Regions from separate parts of the Mus musculus genome. Here region 1 is linked to region 2. A link is a contact called in public HiChIP or PLAC-seq data. All regions are on one chromosome and are shown on one strand. Each heading gives the region's core, a stretch centred on a gene start, on an enhancer-like site or on the middle of the called end of the contact. The rest is flanking DNA. Distances are from core to core; before and after follow the strand shown.

Evidence for each region. HiChIP or PLAC-seq counts read pairs in DNA pulled down with a chosen protein or histone mark.
Region 1: a CTCF HiChIP or PLAC-seq map of large pre-B cells shows a contact between it and region 2, with 5 times the contacts expected there. The contact joins two enhancer-like sites. A contact is called at or near these places in 3 of 39 promoter capture datasets (liver, pre-B cells and trophoblast stem cells), 2 of 15 datasets of contacts at CTCF or cohesin (large pre-B cells and stem cell-derived epiblast-like cells), 5 of 484 Hi-C or Micro-C datasets (B cells, cortical neurons, liver and 1 more), 2 of 115 datasets of contacts at active chromatin or transcription factors (bone marrow-derived dendritic cells and large pre-B cells) and 2 of 9 other capture datasets (embryonic stem cells and liver).

The regions. Positions count from the first base shown.
Region 1 is chr5:44,180,305-44,183,283 of GRCm38.p6, reverse strand. It overlaps Tapt1 (transmembrane anterior posterior transformation 1), which reads left to right. Exons shown (of 14, transcript NM_173764.3): 12 at 510-586. Among named protein-coding and RNA genes, the nearest start is that of Gm42427, 41 kb to the right of the region's middle. Within about 2 kb of position 1,388, at least 79 of the 459 cell types and tissues checked have an H3K27ac peak or open chromatin away from gene starts, as enhancers often do.
Region 2 is chr5:43,890,898-43,893,861 of GRCm38.p6, reverse strand. The region is part of intron 1 of Cd38 (CD38 antigen); the gene reads right to left. Among named protein-coding and RNA genes, the nearest start is that of Gm16015, 17 kb to the left of the region's middle. Within about 2 kb of position 1,286, at least 5 of the 459 cell types and tissues checked have an H3K27ac peak or open chromatin away from gene starts, as enhancers often do.

The sequences.
Region 1 (2,979 bases), core at 139-2,638, 290 kb before region 2:
TGCTTAGTTTCTTAAAGAGTGTAAGTCTTTCAAGGTTCCCTTTGCTCTATGCTCCCTACAAGTTATTGGGGCCTCTTAAAGAATTCGAACAGTGGACAGGAAAAACCAGGAACGAGAAAACCTGCTCAAACTGGTTTTATCTCTAGCAAGACCTGGATGAGCGCCTTCAGAGCTTACAGAATGAGTTTCTACTTTACAAATGGCAGCTGCTGTGTGCCTCTGTGAGATGTAAGTAGAAGTGCCGTCAATGAGATAGGCTGCTGGGGCTTCCCGGAGTGGGCAGGCAACAGCAGGCCTTGCCTGAGCAAACCCAGTCCACCACAGATGACTGAAGAAGTGTTTTGTGTTAGGAAGTCTAGAGCCAGCCTCTTGGACCTAGATGCAGGTATGCTCTAAAATGTTAAACTAAGAGAGAGACAGTTTTAAATATCAGCTAATAACTCTATGGCTCTGTTGTGTCTCTGTGTTTGTGTGTTGTGTGTTGTGTGTTGTGCTTTGTTCCTGGCTAGCTCATCAGAGTTGTAACAAGCTCAATTAAAGTGCAAGGAATCCTGTCCTACGCCTGTGTCATACTCTTCTATTTTGGGTAAGATCAACTATTCTTGATTATGTTTTGACTTTACTGTAAAGTATGTATTGACTGCAAGATGTAATAGAAGCTAATTGCATCCAATGGTAGTTTTCCTATTCTGTGTACTTGAGTTTGAATCTTTAATCAAAAGTTTATAGTAAGGTCTTTTTGCTCAAGATTTATAGTTCATCCATACTTGATTCTTTTTAGGAAAAGTCTTTCATTAGAGTCAAGTTTCCATATTTAACAACACCTTTGGTTTTCCTTTGTACTTGCCATGCTAATAGTCAGTACACCGGGCTTGGTTCACATTAACCTAACTGATACAAAAATGTAGTTTTTGTGGCTATAGCCAACTGAAACTTTTGAAAATTTGGTCCCAACTAGCTTACATACCTGTCTGGTTGTGAAATACAAGCAGTAAGTAAGCAGTTTAAGTAATTTATGATAATCATAAATGATAACAAGAAAATGATGTCAAATGTTACTTTGCCACTTTTTGATTTTTCAAAAAGTGAAATAAAGTAAGGAGCCTACCTGAGTTTTGATGTCTTTGCCCAAAGGGGAATTGGGAACCCATGACTGATCTGGTTTATACATGCTGGGATACATGGGCATGGGTTTGAGGAGTGCTGGTCTGTGGGAGAGGACAGCCCTGAGCACCACCAGAGGAAAAGGCTGTGGCGCGCTAACTTCCTGTAGAACCTGGTTTCCAAAGCCATCTGTGGTTCCAGTTTCACATTTGAGTGTTATGTGTATCTTCCTGGAACCCACACTGCTGGGCACGTGGCAGGCACCCAAGACTCCTCTGTACAAGCAGCTGAGACACAGTCACTCCTGTGGGCTGCACTTGATATCCCTTGTGTATTGCAAGTCATGAGTGTTTCACAGTGCCTGTCTCAGCCCTCCTCCAGAGCTGTGTTTGTTCAGGTGACTGATTGAGTGCTGAGATTGCAGGTGTTTGCACTACCATACCTGGTGTGTGCTGTGTTGAGCATTGTCTTGGGACTCTCTGCATGCTAAGCACATATTCTGCTAACTGAACTACGTCTCCAGTGCACACCTTTTGTTGTTTTTGAGACAGGATCTCGAATAGCTCAGACTGGCTTTGAGCTCACTGTATACCAAAGGCTGGTTTTGAACTCCTGATTCTCCTTCCTCTGCCTCCTGAGTGCTGGGATTACTGGCAGCATGCCACCATACACAGCTCTCTTAAATTTGACATTAAGTTTTTTATATTAAATTATACAATATTAGAAATTTTACTGTATGCTTTCTTTTCCAGGTAGGAGTTAAAACTTCCATCTCAGAAAATTGACTTTTATTTTTATGTTCTGGACTCTTCCAGTCTTTTTGAGTATTTTCCCTGAGCTGTTTCTTCCTTTGACTGGAGTCACACTGGCCTTTTGTTCTTTCTCCTTTTCTTTTACTAATATGCCAAAGATGTTCCAACTGCACACTGAAGACAATGTTAAAATTTTAAACTATGTGTTGTTTTTGAGGGTCAATATTTAGGGAAATTTCTTTGTACTTAGACTGCATAACAATAGATATTAAAATATTTCTTAACAACAAAATAAACCATGATGCTCCTTCCGTAGTGCAGGCTCCCACACCCTGCCTGTTGATGTTCTTAGCATAGTTTCCTTTTTTCTACTTGCTCTGGTCTTTGTTTAACTTTGTTCTCATAGTTTGAACATAAGTCAGGAAAGTAATGCTTTCATATGGCATACATGAAAGAAAACCTTTCTGCATAGTTCTCCGGAGAGGATGTGTGCCTGTCAGCTGTAGGGGGAAAGACGAGCCCACCACTGCCCTTCCCCATCTATTCAGCAGCCTTGGCTGCCAGGTTCCAGACTGCTGTAGGGATTGACCAGAAAGAAGACAGACAAGTTTTGTCCCTTGGTATCTCTGAAGTTGTAGCATGCAAATAGACAGGAGATATATTCTCTAGAGACTTTTGGTAGTGAGCAGTGTGAAGAAAAATGTGGAGGTGTCAGGAGATGAAGAGTGACAGATGGTGGCTTTTGAGCACAGCAGAAAGCAAGCAGAGTTGAGTACAGAGTGTAAGCCTAGACAGTGGGCTGTGTGAAGGCCCCTGGCAGGGGAGGTAGCTCCAGAGTCTCACAAGAAGGCTTTTTGTAAGAGCCACTCAGCTCCCGTGTGAAGGACAGTCTGGAGTGTGACAAGAGGATCAGTGAGTCAGGAAGCAGTGGGCACCGCCAGGGAAAGGTGACCAAGGCTGGAATGGCAGTGCTCGAAGTAGGAGGACAGGACGTGTCAGGTGGATGCACACTGCCTGTGCACGAAGTATAAAGGAGCAACTTCAGATACGGCTGCAGAACCTGGGCTCAAGCAGGGAAGGCAATAGAGTTGTCACTTACTGTGACAGAAGCAACATTTTAGGG
Region 2 (2,964 bases), core at 37-2,536:
GGCTGGATGAGGTGACCCAGTGGGAGGAAAAGGGTCCCCAAAGCTTGCAAAAAAAAAAAAAAGTCATAGACAAGTCCTGCTCCCACTGCTAGGAGTCCCACAAGAAGATCAGGCTATATAACCATAACTATATGCCAAGGGCCTAGGTTAGACCCATGCAGGCTCCCTGATCACTGGTTCAGTCTCTGTGAGCTCCTACTGGCCCAGGTTAGTTGATTCTGTTAGTTTTGTGGTGTCCTTGTCCCCTCGGACTCTTACAATCTTCCTCCCCCTCTTCTACAGGATTCCCTGAGCTCTGCCTAATGTTAGGTTGTGAGCCTCTGCATCTGTTTCCATAGCTACTTACTGGATGGAGCCTCTCTCCTTCATACAAGTATAGCAGAATATCATAGAATATCATTTTTTGCTTTTTTCCTGGTTATGTCTGTCTCTTGGTCATCCAGCCTTCGGGTTTTGGCCCTCTAGGCAGTGTCAGGGCTGGGCTCCCTCTCATGGCATAGGTCTGAAGCTAGACCAATCATTGGTTGGCCACTTCTACAATTTCTGTGCCACCTCTACCCAACACATCTTGTAGGCAAGAATTGTAGGTCAAATGCTGGGTTGGTGGTCCAATCTCTCCACTGGAAGTCTTGCCTGGTTACAGGAGATGATTGATTCAGGTTCCATATCTTCCCTTATTAGAAGTCTAGGGTCACTCTTGTAGATTTGTGGGAGTTTCCATTGTACTATGTTTCTATCTCACCCCCCCCCAAATGCACCCCAATTTCAGTTGTCTCTCCAGGTTCCCTCTCCCTTCATCTTCACCCTGACCTAATCCTGTTCCCATACTTACCCATCTCCAGCTCACCTTTGATATCTATTCTATTTCTCCTTCCCAGGGAGATTCATGAGTCACCCCTTGAGCCCTCCTTATTACTTAGCCTCTCTAGTTTTGTGGATTGTAGCATGATTATTCTTTATTTTACAACTATGTACAAGCCAGTACATACTATATATGTCTTTCTGGGTCTGTAAACCCAGTTTTTATATTGACAGCTTTCACTGGGTTTTAGAATGTCACTGCCACCACTCCCATAAGAACCACATTTCTACCTTTATAATGTGCCACTCCTGTGGAAGGCTCCCAAACCCTAAATTTTACCATTCCTTCAACACATCTGGCTCTTAAGATAAGGATTCACAGTCTATGAACTTTCCAGCTAGCTGGTCTACCAGGTCAAGCTGTCTCTGCAGGGACTAGCTTGAGTCTTGAATTTGAGGCCACTACAGCCTATATTTAAAGTAGAGACTGCCACCTTGTGGGAGAAATGGGTGATCAGTGAGATGCAAAGAAGCGATGAGGATTTTCTAAGCAGGGTCTTTATATAAGAAAATTCTTGAGGTTGAAGGTGTCCCTAGAAAGAGCTAAATCACAAATTTGAAAAACAGTAAGAGAGGGGAAAGGGGGGCAGGATCAGGTGTGGGAGAAGAGGGGGGAGATGTACAGAGGGTCTGGAAATTGAACAAAGGTGTGTAGCAATGGGAGATAGGAAACTAGGCGTAACCAACAGAAAGTCCCAGACACCATGAAAGCAAGAGGCTCCCAGGACCTGACAGGGAAGATATTAGCTGAAATACCCAACAAAGGGGAGAGAGAACCTGTAGAGACCATATCAAGAGGTGAGGAATGGCCCCTGGTTGACAGATGGGGCCACCTACCCTTCTCAAAAATTTTAACCCAGAATTGCCCTTGTCTAAAGGAAATACAGGGACAAAGAGTGGAGCAGAGATAGAAGGAAAGGCCACCAAGAGACTGCCCCACCTGGGGATCCATCCCATATGCAGCCCCCAAACCCAGACACTATTGCTGATGCTTGCTGACAGGAACCTGATATAGCTGTCTCCTGAGAGGCTCTGCCAGAGCCTTCCCAATGCTTGCAGCCAACTGAGCACAGGTTCCCCAGTGAAGGAGTTAGGGGAAGGACGGAAGGAGCTGAAGGGTTTGCAACACCATAGGAAGAGCAACAATACCAGCTAACCAGATCCCCCAGAGCTTCCAGGGACTAAACCACCAACCAAAGAGTACACCTGGGGGGACCCAGAGCTCTACCTGCATATGTAGCAGAGGATGGTCTTATCTGGCATCAATAGGAGGAGAGGCCTTTGGTCCTATGAAACCTTGATGCTCCAGCAAAGGGGAATGCTAGGGCAGTGAGGCAGGAGTGGGTTGGTGGGTTGGGAGTACCCTCATAGAAGCAGGAGGGAGAGGTGGTTTAGAGAGGAAAAAAGGAAGAGGGATAACATTTGAAATGTAAATAAATAAAATAACTAATAAAAATTTTTTAAAAAGAAAAAGAAAAACGTTTAGTTAAATTCTACCATGTGTTAGGTGCAGAGGGTAAAACTGAGAACAAGAAAAAAAACCTATGAAAGTTGTGGAACATACTAGAATATTACAATTTTGTGTGAAAATAGGGAGAAATGGCTAGGATAAGAGCTTTAGGGGTGGACAGCAAATGGTATTTAACAGTATATAAGGTGGGGACATTAGATGACATTGAACAAAGAATTGAAGGGAGACAGAGCCTTAGAGTAGTAACTTCCAATGGAGTAATGTTCTGGATAGAAGGCCCTAGCATCTGATGTGTTAACAAGAAACCATTTGGCTGGAGCAAAGCAAGTGAGAAGGAGATGATGGAAACAAAGAAAGAAAGGCAAATTTGACCTTCACCATGGACTTTTATCTATTGTGGCATTAGAGGCAACAGAACACTTTGTGCACAGGAAATAGGAGATATCAGAATGCCCTTCTTTGCAGGCTGTACTCTGAAGGAAGTAGGGACAAAAGCAGGTAGATCAGTATTCATGACACAAAGATCCGACTTTGAGCCATGGAGGAGGAAGGGAAGATATAAGTCAAGATAGGAAAAAAGTAGCCAAGAATGGTGGTGTACACCTTTAATCCTGTAAGGTGTGCCTGGTCTA